Regions from separate parts of the Gossypium hirsutum genome. Here region 2 is linked to region 1. Evidence: chromatin contacts called from public Hi-C data. All regions are on one chromosome and are shown on one strand. Each heading gives the region's core, a stretch centred on a gene start, on an enhancer-like site or on the middle of the called end of the contact. The rest is flanking DNA. Distances are from core to core; before and after follow the strand shown.

Evidence for each region. Hi-C and Micro-C count contacts between places; a contact is called where the count stands out from the background.
Region 2: a contact with region 1 is called in a Hi-C map of hypocotyl, with 4 times the contacts expected there. The contact joins two enhancer-like sites. A contact is called at or near these places in 7 of 34 Hi-C or Micro-C datasets (callus, hypocotyl and leaf).

Annotation. Positions count from the first base shown.
Region 1 is chrD11:29,434,703-29,440,697 of Gossypium_hirsutum_v2.1, reverse strand. It overlaps LOC107913350 (protein CROWDED NUCLEI 4), which reads left to right. Exons shown (of 9, transcript XM_016841905.2): 7 at 1-249; 8 at 534-702; 9 at 804-1,240. The coding sequence ends at 644. It overlaps LOC107913349 (a long non-coding RNA gene), which reads right to left and starts at 5,898. Exons shown (of 2, transcript XR_001688488.2): 1 at 5,500-5,898; 2 at 4,153-4,403. Within about 2 kb of position 1,792, at least 3 of the 9 cell types and tissues checked have an H3K27ac peak or open chromatin away from gene starts, as enhancers often do. A contact at or near this core is called in hypocotyl, where this site is marked.
Region 2 is chrD11:29,572,542-29,578,462 of Gossypium_hirsutum_v2.1, reverse strand. No RefSeq gene overlaps it. Among protein-coding and RNA genes, the nearest start is that of LOC107913352, 18 kb to the right of the region's middle. Within about 2 kb of position 3,977, at least 8 of the 9 cell types and tissues checked have an H3K27ac peak or open chromatin away from gene starts, as enhancers often do. A contact at or near this core is called in hypocotyl, where this site is marked.

The DNA of each region.
Region 1 (5,995 bases), core at 543-3,042:
CTGGTTGTTGATAAAATAACAGAGATTTTGGAAGAGACTTTTGAAAAAAAGGTTGTAGTTGATTCTTCCAATCTAGGAAATACTGATCATTTGCAGGATATTGTAGCAGAATCAATGCAGGGTATTCCTCAAAGTGGAGGAATGTGCAGTCTTGCAAGTGCTTCAGGAGAGAATGGTGGATCTGGGGATCCAGTAATTGTTCAAGAAGCACATTTGGGGAAGGTTTCTCAAGTTACCAAGCCCTATCAGGTAAAGGCTGATTCTAGCTATATGCAAATTCCTTTTTTCTTGCATGCAGATGACAGTATCAACATTTTACTAGGCTCTTATTTACAATGTGCATTTGTATTTTGTTTGCTTTTCCCCTCATTTGTGTTCCCCGGGTCTTTAACAGTAGCATTCCCCATTTATGATCAAGTTATTAAATTTCTCATAATAGTTATACAAGTTGATCAGGTTCTTTTGTTTTTGGGTGTCTTTTTCAGTCTTTCTATTTTGTATCCTTGTGGTTCATAAGTGTTTTTATTCTGTAGCCAATGAAAGACGTGTCAGAAGGAGGCACAAAGCTTGAAGACAACGTAGTTCCCAAACTAGATGAGAATGAGAAAATTGGAATGAGGACGAGGTCAAAGCAAAAGTTGTAGAAATATATGTAGCTTCTTTTTAGCTTCTACAGTTATATTTTAACCATTTTGCACAAAGGTACTCTTTTCTTTCCAATCTCGCATCCTAGTGTCCCGTCAAATTATGAATTACACCTTGAAGCAGCTTTTGAAGTACTCTTTGTTTTTGGAGTTTTGCAGAATAGCAGATGTTCAACATGCCATGTAACAACTAAACATGGGAAAGTTGCTTACTAACTTGGATCTTGTTCAGAATACTTGTAAATGCTTATCCTTTTATTTTGGTGTGGGTTTGTTTAGTAGTGCTGGTTTATGATGTTCTTAGTTTCCATAGGGTGGTTTGTTAGGTTTTATAGTGTGTTTGCGTTGGTTTATTATGGCTGATATGATGAAAAAATAGGATTAGATTTTTGCCCTAGATGTTTCAAAGTCGTCAGTTTCTCTATCAGTGAAACTGATATTGGAAATTGATTCGGATGGGGTTTGTTTTGTTTAGAACTCTTTCAACCCACAGATGAGACATTCCCGCTGGAGATTTTTACAATCTTCTACATGATTAAACTTCATTGTATTTCCATATGATAATGCATGTTAATATGTATTCATTTATGCTTAAAGAAGCCTTAAAATAAATTATTTGATGTGAATTAATACTCGAGGGATTACTGGGGTAAAGACTTTTTTGGGGACTAGGCTGCCACAGTGTTGAGAATTCATAGTAGAAGCTTGGATGAGGATCTCTCTTGTAGTAGGGAGAATAATGAATTCCTTGTCATTTGCTGTAACAGTAGGCGTGTTAGTTGGCAGGTTATCTTAGTTTTGTAGTCGATTGCAGTCCGAGAAGAAGCTGATATGGTCGTGTGAGTTCAAATCCAGGCTTTCATTTCCATTTCCATTTCGTAGCAACAGGATTAGGATGAGCATTGTCAAAAATAGCCTTGTTGGATAATGGCAATTATTGTGCATAAGCCTTTCACCCTTGTGGTGTGATCTATCCTGCTGGATAATCAATCCATGAGGCTATTTTGGTGGTGTCAAGATCAGCGGCATGAAGCCCAGTTTGATAACAGAACAACTGTTGAGAAATAGATGCTCTGGAGTTTCCACAGTCGAGTGAGCATTCGATGAAAGACCAACTAATACTGTTCTGTCATATGCCAAATTTGAAAGTCTTGACATTGTTCCCCGTCTGCCTATCACCAATTAGAAAGGAGTAATGATAGAGCTTAGTAGAGGTGGTTGAGGTTTTTTTGAATTTCTTAAATTATTCTGATTCGGTTTTATTCTTTTGTATTTTAATATTGATTTTAGGATTTTGAGTTTTTAAACTTATTTTAGCAAACTAGATTTTATTTTATGATTTTTGGATAATTTATTAAAAATTGGACCAACAAACCACCAATTCTCTGATCCAATAATGGTGATTCAAAACAAAAGTAGTTACGGTAACGGTGATGCATATGCTTTGGAGATTCTCGCCTTTGTGCTATGTATTGACTGTAATGAATATTAAATACTGACCGCTTTGCTTATTGCAATTAACTAAAGTAGGGTTTCTTTCAAAAGAAAAAATATATATTACTTAAAAGTGGTTATGTGTAAAAACAAAATCCGAGAAAACGAAAAGATGAATTAAATATTTAGTTTGTTTTGGGTAAACACTTTTACATTTTAGTCACTGAGTGTAACGGTAAGCTGACATAATACGTTAAATCATCATTCAAATAAAAAATTTAGATTAAATTATATAATTGATTTCTATATTTTTTTTATTTTAAGCAATTTAATTTTTTCTTTTTTGTTTTTTAAACTTTTTTTTCTTTTTTTCATTCTCTTCTGTCGCTCCCTCTATTTTTCTACCTTCTCCATTTCTTTTAATATATCAAGAAGTTGAATTAGCAATGAAAAAAGAAGCAAGAAGTCAAAAGCCATCATTGCCTATAACCATAAACACATACCATGCTTCTTTCTTCATTGTCAATTCGACTTCTTGATATGTTAAAAAAAAAAGAAGGTAGGAAAATAGAGAGAGAAGCAAAAGAGAATGAAAAAAAAAGTTAAAAGAACATAAAACAAAAAAAATAAATTACTCAAAAAAAATGGGAACCAATTGTATAATTTAAACTAAAATTTTTGTTTGAAATGATGATTTAACGTGCTACATCAGCTTACCGGTACACCGTTAACGACAATTAACAACTCAGTGACTAAAATATTATAACATGATAATGTAAGTGACTAAAACGTAACATTTCAAATATAAGTAACTAAAATGTAACATAATATAAACAAAAGTGACCATGAGTGTAGTTTACCTTTTATTTTTACACAACCACTTTTAAATATTTTTTTTTCTTTTGAAAGAAAATCTACTTAATTAAGGCTTAATATAAAAGTTGCTCCTTAAATTATATCTATTTTTTTCACATACTTAAAATTTTTTTATTAAAATTGATGTTTACATTAAAATTTTTTTCTCAGTATGATACTTCTGCCTATCAACTGTTAGTCAACTATAAACAATGATGATGTGACCCAATTACCAAGTAATATTAGGCAAAAATTCCACATAAATAATATCACGTAATTATTTATGTCAAATAATTTAAAAAAAAAAACTTTAAAAAATTGAAATAAAAATTAGAAAATTATATAAAAATTATAAATAATTAATATATAATTAAAAATATCAATATTAATATTAATGAAAAATAATTATATTAATATTAAAAAAAATTCATTGCGCTCATCTAGAAGTGATCATGGGCCGGGCCCAGAAAAATTTTAAGCCTGTTTTCTAGGTCCAAACCCAGACCGGCCTGAGATATGGGCCTGAAAATTTGTCCAAGCCCGACCAAGGAAAAAATTTCTAAGCCCGGGCCCGACCCGACCTGACCTTTTTTTAATATTTTCCTTCATTATTTTAAACCAAAATCCAAATACTCAACATAAAGTCTTGTCAAGTAACCATCAAAACCCTATATTATATAAAAACATTTTAAAAAAATCCAGGTTGACAATAAGATGTTACTTAAAACAGAAATTTTGATTATTTGAATATTTAATTTCAAACTCTATTATTGCAATTGTGATGTGTGAATTTTAATTTTATCATGCGTTTATGTTATGAATTTTTTTATTCATTATATTTTGTACTGATTTAAATTTATATTATTATTTACCATTGTAAATATATTATATTTGAAATATTAAAAAAAGAAGAAGAAGAAGAAGAAAGAAAGCCAATCTTCAACGTGTATGACTATGGCTAAAATTCAAATATTAAATTGAGTCAGGACTTGAGTATAAATAATATATTAATTCTCGATAAATAATCTTATTTTAGAAGAATATCTACAATTCAATTGCGTTAAATATTAAATTTGAGAAATAATATAAAAATATATTATGGACATTTTTTAATAAAAGGTGGAACATAAAATGATTATTTTAATTCGATTTTTAAAGTTTAACAGCTCATTTTTAGGGCTAATTTCATACTTCAATTAAATGCAAAGTACATGCTCTATAAAAAATAAATCAATCAATTTTAATCAGAAAACAAATGTTTCTATGATCATTCATCTGCTAAGAACACATAGACAAACTTCTTTACATTGAATGAAATTCAAACTGCATTATAATAAAAGCAAATGTTGTACAAAGTAAAATAAAAGAAAATCAAATTAAATTAAATTAAATTCTAAAAAGAAAATGTAAATGAAAGCTTACGGGAAAGGAAGCTAAAGTAAGCCAAATCGATTTCAATGTCGCTTATTTCTGCAATAAAACAAAGCAAAAACAAAAAAGATGAGATTAAATGAAGAAACTAAGCTTGTGATCTCAGTAAACATTATAATAAATTCATTCAACTTGAATCCCATGCAATTTCAAAATTTTGAGAACTTCATTTCCAGATATAAACATATAAACAAACGGTTTGCTGCTTAATTATTCAACAACCTTGTTGCCTCCCTCTACTGGCCCGAATTACACATAGCATGAATTAAGCAATTGTAAGTAACGGTATTTGGTCTAATGCCCTTAACCTTCACATGAGAGAAGAGATCAAGAGCCTCATTTAGTGATCCCTTCTTACAAAGGCAGTCAATGACAGTGTTATATGCTACAATATTGGGTTCAAAACCTCTTTCTTCCATCATTATTAGAAACTTAACAGCTCGATCAGTATTCCCGGACCCGGTTTTACTCAACCCATTAAGTATTGTACCGTAAACAATTAAATTAAGTTGATAACCTTTTTCAACCATTTCATCAAACAATTTCACAGCCTGAGAAATCTTACTTTGCCTACAAAACCCATTAATAAAAGTGGACAAAGTTACAACACTAGGCTCAACCCTTAACTTCAGCATTTTCCCCAAAACAGAAAACCCAAAATCAATATGACCTAATTGACAAAAGCAATTAATCAAGATGCTCAAATAATAAACATTATGGGGAACTGCTAATAATTCCATCTAGCTACACATAAAAACAACAGTGGCATAATGTTTCATTCTAACAATGGCTCCTAATAATCGAGTGAATTCCAACTCTTCTTTTCAACCATAGCTCTTCGAGCCTTCTATAGTAAGATATCAGAGAAGGAAGAAAACTTATAATACCAGTCCTGCGTAAAGGCTCTTTCCATCGCTCAAACGAAGGTTAAAGACAGAGTATAGATACGATTTCGGACTAGGGGGACTATGCTACATCCCCGAAGGGATAGCCTAAGAATTAGCTATAAATCCCTACTTTTATTAAAAGTTCATTAGAAAAAGGGCATGTCTGCAATGTCTCCAGTTTTCTCAGGGCGAGGGCCCGAACCTCTGCTAAGTTTATATAAATAAGTTTGAAATAGAGCTTCATTTACCTTAAATACGACTACTCTAACCTCTAATGGAGGACCGAAGGTGGATCGGTGGAGGTGAACCTTGATTTTGGAATTGGGAAAAAAAGGGAGGAGGCCGCACGTCTGAGTTAGGGATTTTGGATACTTGGAAGTGAAACAAAAGTTAAAAAAATTTAAATAAAGTTACAAAAAGTAGTATATTTTTAAAATAAAAATATATATTAAATTAATATATAAATCGGGCCGGGCCAGGCTAGGTTGGGCTTGGGCCAAAAATATTTTACCCGAGGCAAAGCCCATTTTCTAAACGGGCCCTATTTTTTGCCCAAACTTATATTTCGGGCTTATATTTTTACCCAAATCCTCCCATTTTTTGGGCAGGCCGTCGGGTCGGGCCGGGTAGCCCAACCCATGATCACCTTTATGCCCACCTCCGTCCCCATCCCTCTCCCCTCCCTCGACTCTCGGCCCTCCCCTTCCCACCTCAATCCTCTCCCCCTCCCCTGCTCCCACCACT
Region 2 (5,921 bases), core at 2,728-5,227, 140 kb before region 1:
TTAAATAACAATAACAATAATAATTTACCAAAACAAATTTCTGCTAATTATTAAGAATTTTATTAAATTATATATTTTAATTAAAATATATTTAATAATAATTATTTTTAAATATGATTAAAATATTTATTATTGATAATAATAATCTTATTAAAATTTAAATAATAATAACAATAATCATTTACCAAAACAAATTTATGCTAAGGGTATTCTAGTCATTTTAGTTTTTTCCATTATGCTATTATACCTCTATTCCATTCAACCAAACATAAGATTACTATTACGCCTCTATTCCATTACATTCAACCAAACTGTTGATTTGCTATTACACCTCTAATCCAATACAGCGAACCAAACGCACCCTAGAGGTTGGCGGTGAGTGAAAATTATCGACGGTGGTGATCGGGTTTTGGGTTGAAGTATGCCATTTATAGTAGGAGACCATAGTGGCTGAGTAGGGGTAAAAGTGAAAAAAAAATAGTTTTAGGCCCTGACCCGTCGGGTCACGTTGAAGCAAGCCTAGCCTATTAGTGTCGGCCATTCAAAAGTCGCCTGCCACCTGGGCTTTGACTGGTAACGGCCAATTGGTGGCCTGTTTTGACAAGCTTGACGCAGGCCTGACACAGCCCTGTCATGATATGTCTTATCATTTTTTTTTCATTTCATTTCATTTTCATTTCACATTTCATTTCATTTAATTTTTTTCCATTTAAATTTATTTTTTATTATTTCAATTTATTTTTCTTATTAATTTTTTGTCTCATTTCAATTTTTTTTCATTTCAACTTTCATTTCGTTTTAGATTCATTTCAAATTACATTTTATTTCATATTCATTTCACATTTCATTTCATTTCAATTTATTCTTTTTTCATATTCAGTTTTTTTTCATTTCAATTTATATTTTAATTTCATTTTATTTCAAAATTTTAAATTTCATTTAAATTCAAATTTTTTCTCATTTAATTTTTTTCAAATCAAAGTTTTAGGCCCTGACCAGTCGGGTCACGTCTGAGCAGGCCTAGCCTGATAGTGCTGGCCATTCAAAGGCCACTTGCCACTTGGGCTCTGACTCGTGCCGACCAATTGATGCCCTATTTTGACAAGCCTATCATGATATGTCTTGTCAAATTTTTTTTTTCATTTCAATTTATATTTTCATTTCAAATTTCATTTCATTTAATTTATGTGTATTTGTCGTACAACCAGGTTTCGTCCACCTGCACTATCGGCTTACAGTGAGGAAAGGCCCTAACACATGGCTCGAACATCCAAAAATATTGGTGAAAAACTTGTTTCCCTAGTTGTATCTCCTCGTCCAGACCTTTATACGACAGTGTTTGCAAATCAGTCACTGTCCCCAGCACATACTCCTGCACCACCATTTACTTCGCCAACCATGCCTTTTGGTACGACATGTTGTACTTGAATTGAGCTTGCATGTCCGTAATAAGGACCGACACCTAAATGGTAGGCGACTCTTTCTCTAAAGGGATGATGTAGTTGCATATGGTTTTTGCATCTAACTTTCGATAGTCTTGTGACATACGAGCAGACGTGCACGTGTTTAGTCATTCTATTTTCCTTATCATCCATATCTGAGTTTGTTGCATTAACGCGGCTGAGACACGCTAGTTACACCCACTTGAGGCTTTTCAACATTCTCCGACGTATAAAGCCTACGTCAATTTCATCACTTTATAGTCCACACCTAACTTCAAGCTAAGTTGTTTTATTGCATGTAAATAGTTTTTCTTGTTATTGAATTGTTGTCATACAAACAACTCTTCACCATCGAATTCTTCATCAAGTAGGTAAGCCGGGACAATGTTTGAATATTTTGAGAACTCGCGTGCAAGAGCTGCATCAGGAACTACATCAGTCATGAAGGACTTTGGATTATTCTTATAATTATACCTGGGCCTGTGTTCCCGGCCAAATGGGAGTTTACATTTTCACCCTCTACCGGGCCCTCCTCGTTTATGTCTTTAGGGATGTCATCCAAATCGGGGTCATTGAAATCATCGTTAGGATCACGGTGGGACTGATCATCATTATTGGACCCTTCATCACCATCTTCTATGGTGGCCAACACCTCTGGATGGATCCCTAGACTAGTACACAAGTTTGGGATGTTATACGAACATCCACCAATGTTTGGATTTTCGGGAGTTGGCATTGACCTTCACAACCCAACTGATCTTCCCAGTAGACGTTAAGATCAAAATCAATTCCAGAACACTGGCTTGCTGGAGTTACAACTTGAATGGGATCCGGTTTAGCTATCTCCTCGAACAACTCAACTGGGCTGGGATTATCCATCTCAGGGGGCAATAAATTGCTATCATTGTCCATAAATCATCATCATTTTCAAGCTCCATTTTCAAGAACTTGAACTGATTTATTGAAACCAGAAATTTGTAAAATAGTTTCAACATTTGCTACCCGCAACGGGTAGCTATCTTTGTACTGATTTTTCGTTTTAAATCTGTCAGTGAAACATGCTTGTTGAATCTCATTTCTTAGTTTTTTTTTCGACTTTGAAAGACACAAACTTCTTCAGTTGTATTTATCATTTTTCCATCGAAATGAACATAAACAAACAAAATGGGAAATCATCTTCAAAAATTTTTGCTTCCTTCTCAACAAAGAAAAAACTGATATTTTTAATCTCGATTTTCAATTAATAAAGCAAACAAAAAAGCAAACAAAAACTCAGTTGGAAGACAAAACACCTATATATATCTGATAAAGTTGGTACCGGCCATTAGTATCCTAAATCCAATTTTTTTAATCTGATAAAGTTGGTACCAGTCATCAATGTCCCAAAAAAAATTCAGGACCCGAAAAAAGTGATGCCAACTATCAGTGTGCCAAAGGAAAAAAAAATTGTCTTCGGACACAAAAAAGGTGCTGGTGCTAGCCATCTATTTACCAACACCCAAAATTTTTTTAAAGTACTCTGGTGTGGGCCATTAGATGGCCATAACCCAAAACTTTTTTTTTCAAATATTGGTATTTCAGTATACCAATATAATACGGTTTAAAAAAAAATACCCTGATGTCGGCAATTCATGTCCCAAAATCAAAATAATCATTTTTTTTAAACCTGACATAATCATTAAGCAATCATGGGACTAAAATACTAGGGGTGCCAGACATTGGGTTCCCAAAACTCAAATTTACTGTTCATTTCAAGTCATTTGGATGAATATTTTTGAACCATGGTCATTTTTATAAATATTAATTTTTTAGGTTAGATGGGTAAAATAGCCACACATTGCTAACTGGTAATGGTGCACCATGCCTAAATGTAACCAGTATATGATATTTTATATGGTTTTTTTAATTTATCAATAAAATTATATAAAAATATAAGCGTGTGAGTTATCAGTCATTTTTTTATTATTCGCAAATATTATCGGAGAAAAAACAAATTTTTATCCCCATTAAAAGAAGATGATTGTGGACGCCTAATTCTTCCCAAGGGTTGTGATTCAGATAGGATGGTTTTGCACTCCTAGGCATAATTATCTCAATTTTCAATTTAAATTGTGGTATATTTAATTTTAAAATCAGAGCTTTAATTGAAGGGAAATTTATCTTTTTCTTGAAAATTTGAAGTTTTGAGATAAATTGAATTAGAATCGCAATAAAATTGAAATTAATTTTAAACTTTAGCTTAATTTTTTAAATTTTGAAATGGTAGGATAGATATTTGAATATCGAGGGTTAAAAAGGAAAATTAAAAATAATAATAATTAAAAGAGTAAAATTGGAATAAAATTTATTTTGTAGAAGACCATATTTCTTTGGGTTTAGAACTATAATTTCTGAAAACTCAATTTGTTTCCTTCCAAGGTCAAATTAGTTTTTAAGGTCACTTTGAAACCCATTTTCATTTTTTATTCTGGACCCTTCTAAACTGCAGCCCATTTATTTTAAAGAAAAAGATAGCTCAAGCTTGTAAATCCAAATACAGGCCCAAACTTGAGACCTGGCCTTTTTCTTTTTTCGTATTGGTGGTATCTTCCATGGACACCTTGAGTGCCTTGACTTGAATGTTACTGAGTTAATCTCTATTCGCACAGCTTTGAAACTCTTCTTGAATCTGTCTGGATCAATTCAGTCTCTTTATTGATTGATTCAGACTCTGTGACTGCTCTTTCATGGGTCCAGGATAGAGGTAATCGACCTTGGAGGCTTTGGAAGTTCTTTAATGACATTGATGGTCTTATTGATCGCTGCCTGCAGGTGTCGTTTGTTCACACCATCAGGAGGCCTATTCTATTGTTGATTTTTTTGCCAAGAAGGGTGTTACCTCAGACCAATTCTTTGTTGCTTGGTTGTAATCTGTCAAGGCGTTTTCTCTTGCTTGGCTTCTTTCTGTTTTTTCTTTGCATTTTGTAATGAGCAAAAAAAATTGACTTTTTTATTTTAACGGCATGGATATTATTATAAAAAATTCTTTCCAGATAAATTATATATGAAAATATCTAAATTTAAAAAGTAGAAAAACCTGAGTTAAAGCCTTAAAAAAATCTAATAACCCCACCCGTAAACCAATGTTTGTTGAATAGGATCAAGTTTTTGATATCTTTTTTACCCTTTTAAGCCTAAGATCTATAATTTCTTCTTTCGCGTGCAAAACATTAATTATATTTTGATATGGAAATTGATGAACTTGTAGGATAGTATCCATGATGAAGAAGTTGAATCCCACTTGCAAGGTCGTAAATCCGTGCCATTAATGATTATAAAAAAGAAATAATAATGTAGTATTTTGTATTGTCTGACCTCAATTCTCACCTATATTTATTGAGTTAATCATGTCAAATACTAGAAAACAAATCTGAAAAAGCTAAAAAGATTACAGGGACCCATCAAATATAATTATCGGATAATGTAAATGGGACCATGCAGGGCGGCAGGCGTGAATCCCTGATTCGATCTCATATTTGAAGCCGTCTATAATAAAGACTAGATTATGGTTAAAGGTGTTTTATACATATCTAGGGTTTGACAAACTGCTTTATCTAGTTTCCATTAAAATATTTATTTCTTTGTCTGTTTATTCTTCCCTGTTGGTGTTGGAATGCAAGGCGAGTATTCCATGTATGATGGCAAAGCCACAGTTCCCCACCTGTATTTTCACCTTCTTCAACTAGCCCCATGCTCATCTTATTTCATTTTGATTTTGTAGTTTGCTCAGTTCAATTTTGGGTTATGTTTCTCTGGTTTTACCTCTTTTATAGATTTAAAAACCTTGTAGTATATAAATATTGACAAATAGCTTTCGATCTTGTAATCTTTTGCTCAATCATCGGTCTACATAATTGATATTCATGGAACAAATTATTAAAGCATTTTCAGCCAACAAGCTTAGTCATCTCCACCTATTCTTATTAACATTTTCAGCCAAAAAATAAATAAGAGTCCCTAAAGAATAGCTTATTGTTATATCACCATCAAAACTATTTATTTTAAGGGTAAACTATCAAAATGGTCACTTTTGTTTACCTCAAGTTACATTTTAGTCACTTAAGTTTGAAATGTTACATTTTAGTCGCTTACGTTAACGTATTATAACATTTTAGTCATTGAGTCGTCAATTTCCATTAACGGTGTAATGATAAACTAAAGTGGCACGTTAAATCATTATTTCAAACAAAAAATTTAGGTTAAATTATACAATTGGTCCCCATATTTTTTGTTTTGAGCAATTTAATTTTTTTCTTTTATATTTTTTTAACTTTTTTTTTCATTCTCTTTTGCTTCTCCCTCTATTTTCTTCCTTTCTCCATCTCTTTTAACACATTTTTTTTTCTATTTTTCCAATTTGTTAAAACTTTTTTTATGTTTATGAAAAATGAAAAGTCGAAAGTTGAAACCAAAATAAAAATTGCTTTGCATATTCTCAGC